Regions from separate parts of the Sus scrofa genome. Here region 2 is linked to region 1. Evidence: chromatin contacts called from public HiChIP or PLAC-seq data. All regions are on one chromosome and are shown on one strand. Each heading gives the region's core, a stretch centred on a gene start, on an enhancer-like site or on the middle of the called end of the contact. The rest is flanking DNA. Distances are from core to core; before and after follow the strand shown.

Region 1 (2,778 bases), core at 177-2,676:
GGGGAATAGAATTATTTTAAATGGGCAAATTAAATGAATGCATTGGAGCAGATGAACTGACTTCACTGATGAACTGACATAAGCAACCCTGCATCATCACAATCCTCTCCTGTCTCTTATGAGTATGCCACCTCTCTTGGCTACAGGGCAAGTCAGCACATAAGAAGCACAGAAATAGCTGTGTACGTGGCATGAAATGCTAATTTAGAGCCAGCTCTCTGGGGACAGCTCCAGGTTCAAACCCCTATGGTTGTCACCAATTCGATCTTGCATATGAAATTTGCCAAGACATTTCAGAAGAACAACAGCCGGAAGAAAATGGGCATGGATATAAAAAGTGAGCAAGAAACACAAAAGGCTCCTGCTCCATCTACTGTATTTATAAATAATTAAGTATGAGAATGGAAGCCTTAGTGATCTTTTCCCTGGGAGTCAGGGAGGTTCATAATTTTTAATGCCTAAAGGATTCATGAAAAAAAAAAAAAACACCACACCTTAATGCAGCAACCATTTACATCTCAGAAGGTCTGTTCAAATTTCAATGATAATAGATGCACAGGTTTACTTAATAAAAACCTATATAAAAACTAAATTTTTATAGTGTATTTCTTGCAACCCCTGCTATTATTTACAATTTGTCAAGTACTTACATAATCTTATCAATTTGTGATTAGGCATTTAAGCTATTGCTAGTTTCTCTTTAGTTTTGGTTTTTGCTATTCTAAATAATGTTGCTCTGAAAATCTCTGTGCTTTGAGGATTGTCAGAGACTGTAACCCAAAGGTGAGATAATTAAATTCAAGCAGGGAATTTAACGCCTGGTTGGATAATTCCAGGTCGGAGGCTAGGAACGTAAATTGCAGATTCAGATAGTAGAGCAAAAATACCCTTCCAGAAAGGTGGCTGGGCTCTGGAGATTACCCATCCTCACATTTTCATCTAAGTGAGAGGCAATTGAAATTAAAATTGTTTACAATTAGCTCAAAATAAAAGCAGCTACGGAGGGAATAATTCGCGCGGCGACTAGGAGCTGCCCTTGGAAGGCCGACAGTGGGCAGGCCAGTGGGCCCCGAGCGTAGGGGATCAAGAAATAAACCGATCCGTTAGGCCCAAATGGCAGTGTGGCGTCAACAACATTCCCCACCCCCATCCCTGCATCCAGACTGCCCCTCACCGCCGGGATCTGGAACCCCGTCTGATCCCCATCCCCGCCCTTCAGATGCAGTCAAGGACACTCGCTACCTCTCAGCTGGAGTGAGGGATGCAATCCTCCTCCTCCTCCTCTGACCACCGGGAACCGATTGGGACCCCCCGAGGTACCTCCGCCGCCCCCAGGCAGACAGCCCACAGCTCAACGCCCTTCGCCCTCTCCTTCACTGCAGTCCGGGTTACCACAGACGCTGCGAGTCGCGCCCCGCCCACTGACAGCTGGGCCGGTGATTGGCGGGAACTCGGCTTCCTAGCAACTAGCTCCGCCCCTGCGCTTGGTCCGGCGAATGGTACTGGCCTGGAGCTCCTGTCGTCAGACTGCATGATAGGCATCCGAGGACGTGCCTTGACAGAGGTTGGTGACTGCTACAAGGTGGCGTTCCAACCTAGAATGGGGGAACCAGGCTCGTTGGTCCGACAGATAACTATCATTCTGGAAAAAAAACAGCTGGAATAAGAAGCTGTACGGGAGCGCGCGAGTGAGGCGGCGCAGGCACGGCTTGGCCACCTCAAGGCGTCAATCAAGGAAGGGCCGGCTGCGACAGGAGGAGGGAGGCCCCTTGCGCCGGCCGGGCGCTATATTCGCCGTTCCCTGGTTCCCCGGTTCCCTTTCCCTCGGTTCTAGAATCTCTTTCCCCCAAGGGGTGGGAACTGCACCCTCATGGCCGAGGTAAAGGTGAAGGTGCAGCCGCCTGATGCAGATCCGGTCGAAATCGAAAACAGGTAAATCGGTGCGAAAGGCCCGGTTTCCGGCTGGGGAGCCCCCGCAAGGCCCTGGACCCGTTTTTCGGGACCCTTAGTAGACGCGGGCTCAGGTTGAGTGAATGTACGGAGCGGGGGCTGGGCGGGGATCGCGGGGCCTGGAACCCTCCTTCCTATCCTAGAATTCAGAACTCTTAAGAAGTTCAAAAAGAGTTTGACATTTTGCAATTTTGTGTAGCCGAATTGCCCTTGGTGCTGTTCGGGAAGCTGTACTCAACGCGCTTCCTGCTCACTTTAAGGTGATCCACGCTGCGAGTGAAGACTCGGCATTTTCCCAGTAGTACTTGTGGGTACACCTTCTGATCCAGGATTGCCCTTGTCATTAAGGGACCTGCCATGAAAGAACGTTTGTGAGTCCCCGTCGTGGCGCAGCGGAAATGAATCCCCGTGGGAACCATGAGGTTGCGGGTTCCATCCCCGGCCTCGCTCAGTGGGTTAAGGATCCGGCATTGCCGTGAGCTGTGGTGTAGTTCTCAGATGAGGCTCGGATCCTGTGTTGCTGTGGCTCTGGTATAGGCCGGCAGCTGTAGCTCCTATTCAACCCTTAGCCTGGGAACCTCCACATGCCGCAGGTGCGGCCCTAAAAACCATTTAAAAAACAAAACAAACAAACAAACGAAAAAAACGTTTGGCTAAAGTTAGGCCGCAGTTTTTGACTACGAAGCGACTTAAGCCAAAAGGTTTTAGGGCAGTATTTAAGTGAAGGCTTTAGGGTGCCCACAGTCTCACACAAGATTTATGGTCTCTACCCGTGCATTGCAGTTTTTAGGTAACCACATAGTTTTTAAAGACTCCAACGTTCTCAAA
Region 2 (2,778 bases), core at 192-2,691, 92 kb after region 1:
AGGACCCAAGTGGGTAAGGGGACATCAGAGTGACTTTCCTGCTTCTGCTGTTTTCTCAAAGTCCTTAAACTCAAACATATTCAATATGCTGAGTTGCCATATATGGGGTAGAGAGTCCTTATAACCTGGGGGGGCCCTGTGGGGCCTTCCTGTGACAGCCCTCCCCTCATCCCATAGTACCCAGATAATAGTATCTGATAAACATTTCTGAGTTGTTTTACAGATGCTAAAACCCCCACCAAATGGAAGAAATTAAATACTTGATCATCCTGAGCAAGTAGCCTCCAGACATACTAGCACCTAAGGATTGATAATTGTGTGTGTGTTTGTGTCTGTCTGTGTGTCTGTCTTTTAGGGCCACACCGAGGCACATGGAGGTTCCCAGGCTAGGGGTCCATTTGGAGCTGTAGCTGCCAGCCTACAGCACAGCTCATGGCAATGCCAGATCCTTAACCCACTGATCGGGCCCTGGGATCAAAACCAAGTCCTCATGGATGCTAGTCGGGTTCGTTAACCGCTGAGCCATGATGGGAACTCCAAGGATTGATAATGTTACCTGTGATGGTGCCCTGTTTCCTCACCATCAGCTAGAGAACTGTGCATGAGCTGATCACATGCCCTGTGACCCCCCTCCCCACCACCTGGTTGAAACCTTTCTGGGAGTTTGGAGTTATTGAGCATGAGACACCTGTTCTCCTAGTAGGGCGCCATTACAGTCAACACTGCACGTTCCCTCACCACAACCTGGTATCAGTAGATCGGCTTTACTACACATGGGCAAGCAGACCCAATTTTGTTTCCAAACCCCATCACTCTACACCCACAAGTACTGTTACACTGTAAGGGGACACATGAGAGGGGCTTGTTTTTATCAGTGATACTAATTTGTCAGGGTAATACTTGTACAGTCCTTTCAGCTTCTAAGCACTTGTATATTTTATTCAAATCTTTTAACGATCCTGTGAGAGAGACTAAGCATCAGTATTAGAGAAGGGATTAGAGTAACATAGTCATGTATCTGCAGTGTCCTGACATGGCTAAGTCAAGTGAATACGGAAACACTTAAATGGCTGCTTTAGGCAGTAGATCCTCTTCTATCTGGCTTCTGAGGAACCACTGAGACAGGAAGACAAGGGAAAAAGAATTTGGGAGGGTCTGGGGCCTGAGGGGTGGAAAATGAAAAGAGAAACACAATTAGGATTAGGAGTCTGGACAACAAAGCTGGGATTTAGTTACGACTGGTTCTTAGGCCCGAGATGTGAGAAGAAACAGGTGCAGAAACTGCTGTCAGGGCACCTGTGAGTGTGGCTGGGGGTGGGGACTGGGAAGGGGGTTGCTGGATCCCAGCGTTGGGGCGTGGCTCAGCTGTGGGTGGGGCAGGATCGAGAATGGGTGGGGCCTATGACGGGGGCGGGGCTATACTTAGGGCTCAGGTGGGCGTGACCGACGCCGGCGGGAACAACCTGTGGGTGGGCGTGGCCGACGTGGGCGAGCTGCCGACTAGCGGGTCCTGCAGGGCCGCCCGCGCACTTCCTGGTGTCACCCGCAGAGGGCGTCTGTCGCCGCGCCGCCTGGAGAGTCTCGAGGCCGGAAGCCGTCCGGCGCCGCCCCGCTCGCCCCAGCCGCCGCCATGAAGGCCGTGGTGCAGCGCGTCACCCGGGCCAGCGTCACAGGTCAGTCGGGCGGGGCCGGGCCGGGAGGAGCCGCCCCTGACCCCGCGCCCGGCCGACACGGCCACCCCCGCGAGGGTTCCCCCGCGCCGCCCCGGGGCAGCTGCAGCCCTGCGCGAGCTCGGTCCCCGGCGGCGCGCAGCCCCGGCCGGCTTGCGGTGCCGTCCACGTGCCCGGGGGGTCCCGGCGCGGCCCGAGCTGCAGGGTTTCCGCTTAGGGTTCACGATGAACGCGCCTCATTATTTTCACCAGCGTTTCTTTCAGTCCTGAGTGCCAGGTGGCCGAACCTCCTAGCATCCTCTGAGCACCTCTGTGGCCCGTTCTTCGTGGAATGTTGCACAAACAACATGTAGGGAGCATTTCCGGAGCAAGAACTACCCATTTTGCAACCTTCTGCTCGACATTTTCCTTTTGTTGCCCATTTTCTCCATATCCCAGTTTTGATGGAGCTTGACGCCCAGTGAGATGCACAGCTGTGAAGAGTTGTCGGTAGGGGTGAGTTCTGACCGTGTGTCCGCCCACGTGCCCAGCGCCCAGCCCCGGTGCAGCGCGTTCCTGCCCAGGACTCCCCTTCCTCACCGAGCCCTGAAGGGACAGTCAGAATCTAAAGGATTCAGGATGAGATGTTTCTCTTTTCCACCAGTTTCTTGTTGACCAAGCCACCCAACCATTAGTCATCAGTTGATCACTGTAGTCTGGTTTGAGCATCAGGGGTCCAGATGATTAATGGATAGAACGGAGTCGTTTATATTTTTGTTTGTTTGTTTTTTTTTTTTTACTTTTTGGTGGCATCCGCAGCTTGAGGAAGTTCCTGGGCCAGGGATGGAACCCGCGGCCACTGCTGTAAGCACAGCAGTGACAATGCTGGATCTTTAACTCACAGTCACCACACATTTCCTAGAAGGGAGTCGTTTTAAAAAACTCAAGCCAAGATAGTAAAGATATCAGGAAATTTTAAATGACTAATTTTAGATTATCTTCCAGTTTTTTGTTTTTTGTTTTTTTTGTTTTTGGCAGAATTCTAATACTGTTTCATTCAGGTAATCCTAGATAGCCTTTCCTTCAAGCCAGTCCATACCAAGTATGTGTTTTTGTGTCCAGGAAAGTA

The links. HiChIP or PLAC-seq counts read pairs in DNA pulled down with a chosen protein or histone mark.
Region 2: a contact with region 1 is called in an H3K27ac HiChIP or PLAC-seq map of alveolar macrophages. The contact joins the promoter of DTD1 here to the promoter of DZANK1 in region 1. A contact is called at or near these places in 2 of 5 promoter capture datasets (fetal liver and liver), 13 of 47 Hi-C or Micro-C datasets (alveolar macrophages, blood, embryonic fibroblasts and 6 more) and 2 of 2 datasets of contacts at active chromatin or transcription factors (alveolar macrophages and skeletal muscle).

Annotation. Positions count from the first base shown.
Region 1 is chr17:26,717,782-26,720,559 of Sscrofa11.1, forward strand. It overlaps DZANK1 (double zinc ribbon and ankyrin repeat-containing protein 1), which reads right to left and starts at 1,427. Exons shown (of 18, transcript XM_021078190.1): 1 at 1,243-1,427. It overlaps POLR3F (DNA-directed RNA polymerase III subunit RPC6), which reads left to right and starts at 1,558. Exons shown (of 10, transcript XR_002340113.1): 1 at 1,558-1,932.
Region 2 is chr17:26,809,698-26,812,475 of Sscrofa11.1, forward strand. It overlaps DTD1 (D-tyrosyl-tRNA(Tyr) deacylase 1), which reads left to right and starts at 1,442. Exons shown (of 6, transcript XM_003134277.6): 1 at 1,442-1,673. The coding sequence starts at 1,631.